Linked DNA regions of Gossypium hirsutum: region 1 is linked to region 2. The links are chromatin contacts, called in public Hi-C maps. All regions are on one chromosome and are shown on one strand. The core of a region is the stretch at or near the end of the contact, and the rest is flanking DNA. Distances in the headings are between cores, read along the strand shown.

Region 1 (5,256 bases), core at 2,542-5,041, 280 kb before region 2:
TACCGAGTTTTAACTTAAGCATAGGTCTTCCAGAGGCCCACTAACATAATTAACCTACGCCAAACAGACAAAACACAAGAATTTTAAAAATTCATTGAAAATCACAGAAATCCCGAAAATTGGGGCGTTACAATGAAACTAGAATTTCGCACATTTTAATCTTCGTCACATTTTGCAATATTCTGATTATTATCGTAAAAATATACAATTTAATTCTGACCCCCTAAATTTTTTTTGGCTTTGCTCTTGATTATCAGATCGACTTGGACCCAAAGTATGCTCTACTCGTCAATGTGTACTGATTCACCATACCGATCGTCAAATTATTGCTCGCAGCTCGTTCGCTAATTTTTTTATACAAAAAAGTTAGCAGTTTTATGACTTAAATAAAAACCCTGAAATAGTTCAATTACTTAAATGAAAACTTTCGAATAGTTTAATGATAATTTTAAAACTTTTTAAAGTTAAGTAAGTAAAATTTAAATTTAGTTGTGTGATTTTAAGAGTAGTTTACTCTAATAAAAATAAACAACTCAGTCAACAAGTCAATAAATAGCTAGACATAAAATTCAATCAAGCTCGTTAGGTGAAAACTTAATTTGAAATTTCAATAGCTTACATCTTTATATTTTTTAAATGATTAAATAAAATTTTATTATTTTTTAATGTCAAAGTATAATTTTATCGCCCTTGTCAGGCCCCTAGCTCCACCCCTTCTAACCGTTAGTGTTACAGATAAGAGAATAAAATTATTTAATGAAAAAAATTTAAATTGTAAAAGAGATTAATGGTGCAGATATGACAACCAGAAAAAACTATACAACAATTATTTTAACAGCTCCATAACTTAAATGAAAATTTTTAAATAATTTAATAATTATTTTGTAACATTTTAAAAATTAAATTATTAAAATATAAATTTATTAATAATTTAATTACGTTAACGTAATGTAATTTATTGTTAAATCAATTAATCAAGCATAAGTTGGAGCAAAATTGAATTTGAATTAAATAGTATGATTGAATATTTCAAAATATTTCCATTTTTGACATTGCAGTTTGCAGACTGGCTGGCCTGCTGCCTGCACTGAACATGTAAAAGCTGAAGCTGAAGCAGAGTCAGAATCAGAATCTGGATGGCACAGGCGGAAGCACGGACCCTGGCGTGGTTTGCATGTTACCAATGGAGGCCCATAATCTTGTCTGGGCCATAAAATTTTGTGTTTAGACCAGCCTTGGCCTACCTCCATTCCATTGCTTACATATCATATCACCCCATCCCAATTCAATTTCAATATTCCCTTTTTCACCTTCATAATCATATCATAAATGCACCTATTCCCATATATTACATTATTCATCACAAAATTCTCTAGTGTAAAAATAATATTTTTTGTAATTTTTTTATATTTATTAATATTTAATTTAATTATTGTATTTATTAATATAATTATGTTTGTCGTATATATAAATTTTGGAATTTATCTCATATGCCTATTATAGCAATCTAAAGTATCATATATATATATTGAATGGCTGATTTTTTTTACATAAAATAAATAAATTTTAATTTATGATAATTTTGACATACAAAACCTATAAAAATGGAATATAAAATATAACAGATAAATCATTAAAAAATTAATTATACAAAAGTTATAAAGGTGCATAAATGTGTATATAAAGCATGGCTTTAATTTTACATTAGTGTAAGTAAATATTTCGCTTTTATTTATTTAGTTTCAATAAAAAATAAAAATATTTAGAGATTAAATCTATAATTTAATGTAAACTATATGTTTGATAGACTGAAAAATTAAATACCAAAAAAATAAATTTTGAATTTAAGTTATAAAATATGTTTGGTGTATTATTTAAAATTAAATATAAATTATAATTAAATTATTTAATAAAAAATAATATAATCTTAAATGAAATAGAATAAAATAAATAAATAAATAAATAAATTTATTCTCTAATAATTAATATCTACTCATCAATTTTCACAGTGTTTTATAGGAAAAATCTTATCTAGTAAATTTCATTATGAATATTTAAAAGATTAAGTTATTAAAAATATTAAATTCCAATTTAATTAAAAGAAATTCAAGACGACTTTATTTTAATGAAATCCTTGACGGTAGACTGAGTTGAAATGTATATTATATTTGAGCGAAAGAAGTAATTAGATGTTATCCTAATAGGATAAGTACATCTTTAGAATTATTTATGTTGAATTAGTGAATTCCATATGTTTATATAGGCTAAGGGAATCCGAGAGCCCTAAGATTTATTTCTTATAAAACTCGTGCTCTACGGTTATACCCACCGTGGGCCAAGTTAGGCAAAATACGATTTACCACTTAATCTTACGCCAATTTGTTAATTATACTAAAGTATTGGGTTTTTTTTAATATTTTACGCCATATGTGGTTTTTTTTTAATATTCAACTGCATACATGTCTTCGTTTGTTTTTTTTTTCCTTTTTGTTTAATTCTTTTCTATTATTCATTCAATATTTTTATATTAATTTATAATTATAGTTGTACTATATTTATCACAATTCATCCATCAAAAAAAAATTAAAATTTATGCATAGCAGATTGTAAAAGTAATTTTGAATGTACCGCAGAAAATTGTATTCTTAAAATCTAAGCAAAGTTTAAATAAGGTTTAAACGTTTTTAAATATATTCAATTTTGCTTTTTCAATAGGTTTTATTTCATGTTTGTTTCTTTTTTTTCTCAAGTGATCGCTAACTCAATTATCATATGTTTACTATTATTATTATTTAAACACATTAATATTCATTTAATGTTGTACTGCAAATAGATGAAAAATGCATTAAAAAGAGAGGATATTTTAATATATATACTCATGTTGATGTATTAAAACCCATTGATACAAGTAAATGCAATTTCAGAATAAAGTTATAGAGATGAGAAATTAAAAGTAGAAATGAGTGAGGAATTATATAAGTGGGAGATTTTGGCAGTGCCAACACCCACTTCACTACATATTTTTGGGAACTTCCAATCTCCATATGATGCGCCATGTTTTCTTTTCTTTTTAATCATAATAATAATTTCATCAACTAGCAAAGATCCCTTCTGGAATTTTACATTCATTATTTCCAACCTCCGATGCCTTTTGCTTTTGTTTTGCCACCCCTCCTCCGTAGGTAGCTAAAACTATATGCATCATTTTTGTTGGAGGTATGTATTTTATAATGGTATAGGTAGGCAAGTGTTTTTCCCAAAGTCACATGCAAGGACACGTGGGTGATTTTGGGGATAAATAAACAAAAACTGGAAACATATAGGGGCAGCCGGCCCTTTCTATTGCCCTGCATCAAAAGTAGTCCACTCCTTATATTGTATTGACATGCGTATAAATCTTGTTTATTATAATATTATACTGCATCAGTTTTAGATCTTTCAATATTATTTTAAAAATTGATCACGGGCAATTTCTGTGATCCAAGCCCTCAACCCGAGACGAGTGATGTATCCTTGTACCACTATTTTTCTTTTTTAGAATATGAACTACTACCATAAAATCACAATATCAATATATACTAAAAATCTGAAATTCATTCAAATCAATCATCCATGAACGATCGTACACTGTTGGCTTGGTGACCTCTAATATGAAATGCAGAGAGAGAGAGAGGTAGTGGTGTATGTAGGTAAAATGATGGGATGAGGATGGAGAGTGGGGAGCAGAGTGGACCACCCTTTGTTTAGTGAGACAGGTTCGAATCATGTTGAGGCGTGGCTTCCACTCTCCACCCAGCACCTCTGCGACTACACCGACGTACACTCTGCACCTGTTCAAACGGGCCCCTAACTTTCATGCTTCAACTCCGCTATAATTCACTCCACCCCACAATCTTGTTTAATTCATTTTCATATTCCTTATTTAAAATTTTATTTTTCAAACTCCAACATTAAATTAATTGATTTTCATTACTTATTTATTTATTGGTTTTAAGAGAAATTATTAGTTAAGCTCTTCTTACCACATCAGTCATGATCCTATCCAATGATTTTATTACAACATAAAATGTATGGGTGGCTGGTGGTAGCGGTTCCTGTAAAGGTGTAGAAAGCAATGAAAATGAGAGCAATTGACATCGTCTGTTTGACTTGGGAATCTTAAAGGAGATTGCGAGGAAGAGTTTTAGCAGGGTAAAATTGTTAGGGACCAGACAAGTGAGCAATCGAATGTGATGGATTTGATAAACATTAAGGGATCACTTTTGATATTATTACATCTTTTGATATGTTCATTGAGAGAATAAGTGAATGTCGTTAGCTCTAGCATACGACTTTCAATGTGGAAAAAAATGAGTGGAAGTTAGACCTTAAGGTGCCAACTTTAAAGTTGGTAACCTGTACACGGTAGCAAACACTTATTTTGCTATTATATATATATATATATACGAGAAAAAAAAAGGTTATTTCTAAAGTATTTAATATAGTCATATCAAATAAAAAATCATTAAATGTTAGCCATTTAAAATATGTTGTTCGTTATATATTTTTATATTTGTTAAGAAAAAATGGTTCAATTATCTTGAAGCCCTAAATAAATTAGGACAGAAGATCAACGACAAACAATTATTAAGCTAATGCAAGAATTGGTAACTATAGAAGGGACCTTAAGAGTAATTGTATTTTTAGCACATCATTATTGTGAATAAAATGATGCAAGAATTGATATGAAAAGGCTGTTTAGAGATTAGAGAAGATGAACAGAAATATAATTTGTTAAGATATAACATAGATTTAAGCGGGCAATATGAGAATGATTATAAATATTCAGAGTTGATAAAAAGCTTTGTGAAGAGATTAGCAACAGATGGAGGGCGGAAAACTACCATGCTTAGTACAGGTAACACTAAGCGCAGGCTTGATCCTAGGGGATGTTTGGAGGTGTAATTGCCTAGGGTTCAAGGTTGAAAAGAGTCTAAAACATTAGGCTCCGTTTATTTCACTAAAAATGACTTTCGGAAAATAATTTATTTTTTTGGAAAAGCTAATACTTTCTGATGTTTGGAGGAATCATATTTTCTGTTCTTCGGTAGATTTCTTAAAAATATTTCATAAAAGTTGTTTTCAATTAAATGAACATACATTTGAGATTTTCTTATATTTTCATTGTTTAATTGAGTTTATTTTTATCTATAATTTTATATTTTACATTGTTTTTGCATATATTAAAAATATTATGTTAAATTCAGATTCATTACA
Region 2 (5,589 bases), core at 157-2,656:
AATTCGAAAAAAATTCAAGTTGACTCGAATAACTCGATTCGTTTAACTCGGAATTCGATTTTTTTTCAATTTTTTCAAATCGAATCGAGTTTTGCTCACCTCTACTCACCTTAAAACTAAAATTAAAAGCAAACAAATGAAGATCAACCCAGCAAAAATGAAGATCAACCCAGCAGCAGAAAAGCAATAATTAAGAGCTTTTGAGAGGTAAAATTGCTACAAAAAAAAAGAGAGGAAATTTAAAGCAAAGCTGAAAACTACTCAATTACAAACAAACAAAAAAAATTAAAACTTCCCAGCAATATATTAAAGACCTAACAATACCCGGAAAAAACCAAAAAAAATCCCAAGATCCTTGAAGCTAAAGAAACTGAAATTAAAAGGATTTTCAAAGTGGGTTAAACACAAGGCAATTGGTAACTAAAAACAAAGAAAAAAAAGGAATCCTGTATTTTTTATTCTTCTTTATATACAGTGTTTTATCACTTTTTTTTTCGTACTTTTGACTGCTACACTTAGGTGCCATTTCTAGGTCGAAAAGGAGGCGAACTGTCGGCGACGATGGAAGTAGCAATTTAGGTTGAGGAGAAAGAGAAAAGAAGAAGAGAGAGAGGAAGGAAAAAACAAAAAAAGGAAATTAATTACAAGAAAAAAAATTAGGGGAGAAAAGTCAAAAGAAAAAATAGATTTTTTTTTAATTTTTTTTAAATTAATCACATCATTTATGCCATATACCACAATTTTATTCCACTATTTATCTTGAACTTAACGGAGTTAAACTTAAAAACCGGTTTAGTTGATAAAACAAAATTCAAATACCAATATAGAACAGAAAAATTATAAATTCCAATATAAGAGAAATGAATAAATTTAAGAACTAATTTTATATTTAACCCTTTTCTTTTCTTTAACTTTCCTCAACCAATCCTTTGCCTTGTTCTGGATGAGTGCATAAACCAACAGGTTCTCGGTGAAAAAATAACACTAGTCACGTATTCGTTTTTATCAAACATTTGTGGTGTATTCGGTGGAAAAATATTCCATAATTTCATACACACTTCACAAATAAGTTGACCTTCTGAGAAAATATTAAAAAAATAAAAATGGATATTTGTCCCACTGTCTTTTAACGGGATAGTTTTTATATATAGGTATATATACAGAATTTAATTTTGTATTCTCAATAAAATTAAAAACTTTTCTAGTATCGTTAGTTAAATTAATTTGATAGATTTTTTATTTAATCGGATCATAAATTAATTTAATTTTAATTAAATAAATTATTAAAATTTTATAAAAAAATTAAAAATCTAGAATTCCAACCATTTTGGTATCTTTAAATTAAATTTAAAAATAAAAATAGTAAATAAATGATTTATAGCAGTTTGTGTAATTCTTTTTAATTATTGAGCAGCTCATAATGATTTTTAATGTTTCGCTCATAAATTTTTTGGTAGACATTTTTTTTATAAAAATTATGCAATATTGAATTCCAGTAGCAACCAGAAAAGAATATGCTGTTGTTTTCTTTTAATCCAGAAAAAAATATGAAATGCAACATGCACAAGGAGAAGAAAAAGTATAGTAATGCTTTCAATAAAAGAAAACAAGAAAAATATCAAGCTATTTGGAAGTTTGTTCATAGATATTTTTCTTTTTCCTGGATAGAAACTGGATTGTATTGTAGGGTTATAGTTCATTGGTTTAAGCGGGTTCATCTTATCTTCCCCAACTTCATCGTTCTAGACACCATCCTTCCACATCTTTCTTCAGACAAACCCTGGAACAAAAATCCATGGCTTCCACTTCAACATCCTTGATACCCTTACGAGGACATGGTCGAAAAGCCAGTTTCTCTTCATCACCAGCAAAAACTGCACTAAAAAAAGCGTTGAGATTTTCATTTTGGTCAAAGTCAAGTGTAGTTATATGCGTTAAATCTTCTAGCGGTGCAGTGAAATATAATGAAGTGGTTGTTGATGAAGAGATGGACAAGATTAGGAGACTTCAAAATGGGTCCGATGTTCGAGGGGTTGCACTGGAAGGTGAAAAGGGTCGAACCGTGGACCTTACCCCACCAGCCGTGGAAGCCATAGCCGAGAGCTTCGGAGAGTGGATTATCAAGGCCTTGGAAAAGGAACGAGGACGTCCAGTGGAAGATGTTACAGTATCACTTGGCAAAGACCCTCGAATATCAGGAGCATCTCTGAGTGTAGCAGTATTTGCAGGCCTTGCTCGAGCTGGCTGCTTGACATTTGAGATGGGCCTTGCTACTACACCAGCTTGTTTTATGAGCACATTGCTGCCACCATTTGCTTACGATGCTTCAATCATGGTAGAGTAAAAAAAGCAGTCTCAACTAAAATCTGTGTTGAAAAGAATGTTAAATCAACTATGGTAAATTTGTATGTAATTTGTGTTGCAGATGACGGCTTCTCACTTACCCTACACTCGCAATGGTCTGAAATTTTTTACAAAGAAAGGAGGTTTAACTTCGCCTGAAGTGGAAGAGATATGTGACGAAGCTGCTCGTAAGTACGCCAACAGGCTCACAAAAGTGTCGACCATGCTTAACTCTCCTCCAAAAAAGGTTGACTTCATGAGGGCTTACGCAAAGCACCTACGGGACATTATCAAGGAGAGAGTGAACCATCCTATTCATTATGATACTCCACTCAAAGGATTCCAGGTTTTATCTCTATCTTTTGGTGTGCTTGCCATTTGTTTACATGTATTTTTCTACGTTAAATATTGCATTTTACCATGGAACTCTATTCGGTTCACTCTTTCTTTTTGCATCCAATTAGAAATAGTAGGAAACTTCAAATATAAATCATATGGTGCTTGTTAGGCCGTTGGCTTGTCGAAAAGGGAACATGATTTATTTTATCCTCTAATTTTATAAAATAAGTTATTTTAGTTATTTATTTAATTTTCTTTTATCTCTTTTTAATTTTTAAATTTGTATTATTTGTTAAATCACTTTAAAATATATGAAAAAATTAATGTGGTTGACTTTACTCACGTTATTTAAAATTTTAAAATTTTTAAAAAATTATTTTAAAAAATTAAATACTTTTAAAATTAGTAAAAAAAGTATAAAAATTATAATAAAATATTTTTAAATTTTTAAAAAATAATTAATTGCTGACGTGGATGCCATATATTAACTTTTGATCTATTTTAGGTGATTTGACAAATAATATAAATTTAATGGGACAAAAAATTAAATAAAGAATTAAAATAAATTTTTTTATAAATATAGAAGGACAAATAAGCCATTATCCATCCAAAAACAGGCCAAGTTTTCGTGTGGTCAAGAATTCTTCTAGTAAGAGGGCCATATCCGTGGAGATCAGGCTAAGGGCTTAGTTTGCTGAAGATCCTAGCCCACGTAACACAGTGGCAATATATTTATGCATCGTTACAAGCTAATTAATTGCCTTGACATTACACCTGATTGCAGATAATTGTAAACGCTGGAAATGGATCAGGAGGTTTCTTCACATGGGATGTGTTAGACCAGCTTGGCGCAGATACATTTGGTTCTTTACATCTCAACCCTAATGGGATGTTCCCCAATCACATCCCCAATCCCGAAGACAAAACTGCAATGGCATTAACCCGAGCCGCTGTGCTAGAAAACACAGCTGATCTCGGCATTGTTTTCGACACTGACGTAGACCGCAGCGGTGTGGTCGACAACAATGGAAATCCCATCAATGGTGACAAGCTTATAGCCCTCATGTCCGCCGTTGTTTTGAAAGAACATCCCGGTACCACCATTGTTACTGATGCTCGTACAAGTATGGAACTTACAAGGTTTATCACTGATAGAGGCGGCCATCATTGCTTGTATCGTGTCGGTTACCGGAATGTTATCGATAAGGGGGTTCACTTGAACCAGGATGGCGTTGAAACACATCTCATGATGGAAACTTCAGGACATGGTGCACTCAAAGAGAACTATTTCCTGGACGATGGTCGGAAACACACCTCTTGTTTCTTAATGATCTTTTTTTAATTGGTTTCCAGGGTTGAATTAATCTAAGGTTTTGATTTTCAATTCCTTTAGGGGCTTACATGGTAGTGAAAATCATCATTGAAATGGTACGCATGACGCTTGAGGGATCAGATGAAGGAATAGGTAGTCTAATAAAAGATCTTGAAGAGCCATTAGAGTCCATAGAGCTTAGGATGAATATCATCTCCGAGCCTAAATATGCGAAGGCAAGAGGTAGAGAGGTGATTGAAGCATTTCGGTCCTACATTGAGGTAACATACATCTCGTAAAATGAGAAGAAAATAATAAATAAATGAACAAAACTGAACTTCATCTGCTAATATTTAATTGCTTTGCAGGAATGTCAGCTTAAAGGATGGGAATTAGACGCTTGTGGAGATTGCTGGGTAAGCGAAGGTTGTCTTGTCGACTCGAACGACAGTCCAGCTGCCATTGATGCTCACATGTACAGGTACCACAAAACATCTCTATCAGATTCTTAGCATTTACAAACAATTGTTTCAACCGAAGTTGTGTTTTGATGTCTATAGGGCTAAAGTTTCAAATGAAAAAAATGATGAGATTGGTTGGGTACACATAAGGCAGAGTATCCACAACCCAAATATTGCTATAAACATGCAATCATCAGTTCCGGGAGGCTGTCAACTAATGACAAAAGTTTTCAGAGACAAGTAAGGCAAATTAATTAACTAAAATATCTATTATGTTGAATTTTGCTTTCTCTGTGATTAATATTGTTGATGACCTTGAGAATTTCCAGGTTTCTCTTGGCAAGTGGAATGGACAAAATCCTTGACTTTTCTCAGGTCGACAAGTATGCCAAACTTGGGAAAATGGGCTAAGCTATGATTCAATTACATAATTTGTACATATAGCATATGGGAACATCCAACGAAATTGTACCCTATCTGTGTATTGTTTGACATATACCGAGGTTGTATTTCAATGTATAATGAAGACTGTATACTATACTATTGCTGTTTCCTCATTTTGGAAATTAGAAGAAAAAAATTACTATTAACTTATGATATGAGGAGATTGCTCACTTCTTCCTCCTCTCTGAAAATTATTTCACACAGCGTTGTGTATTTTCATGAGTATTCAATATTATGGATATTTTTGTTTCAAAAAAATTATTAGGGTTATTTTGATAATTAAATAAAAAATTAATTTCATTTAAAGAGATTCATGCATTAAATGAATTTATTTACTAAATAAAATGATTTCAATGAAAACCTATATGGTCATATTTAAAAAATAATGGAATCATAAAAGCACTTGCACTTTTTAATAAAAGATTGCATATTAATATAATGTTTATTATTTTTATATAAATATTTAAATAATACAAAAAATACAATGTCTCAAGCCTATCATTTTATTTAAAATTTAATTTTTAATGGAATTTTTGTTATAAATATAATTTAAATAATAATTTTATTATTAATATTATTTCTTTATTATAATTATTTTATCGAGCTTCTGTATTGAAAAAAAATATATTTAAAGATATATTTATCCTAATGATTAAATTACAATTTCTAGTATTTTAAATTGATTAATTT

What was found. Hi-C and Micro-C count contacts between places; a contact is called where the count stands out from the background.
Region 1: a Hi-C map of leaf shows a contact between it and region 2, with 3 times the contacts expected there. The contact joins the enhancer-like site here to the promoter of LOC121228148 in region 2. A contact is called at or near these places in 3 of 34 Hi-C or Micro-C datasets (all in leaf).

Annotation. Positions count from the first base shown.
Region 1 is chrA01:90,066,111-90,071,366 of Gossypium_hirsutum_v2.1, reverse strand. No RefSeq gene overlaps it. Among protein-coding and RNA genes, the nearest start is that of LOC121206650, 26 kb to the left of the region's middle. Within about 2 kb of position 3,791, at least 3 of the 9 cell types and tissues checked have an H3K27ac peak or open chromatin away from gene starts, as enhancers often do. A contact at or near this core is called in leaf, where this site is marked.
Region 2 is chrA01:89,778,985-89,784,573 of Gossypium_hirsutum_v2.1, reverse strand. LOC121228148 (phosphomannomutase/phosphoglucomutase) reads left to right here and starts at 1,406. Exons shown (of 7, transcript XM_041111328.1): 1 at 1,406-2,335; 2 at 2,426-2,689; 3 at 3,467-3,983; 4 at 4,076-4,275; 5 at 4,363-4,475; 6 at 4,555-4,695; 7 at 4,785-5,045. The coding sequence starts at 1,796. The coding sequence ends at 4,866.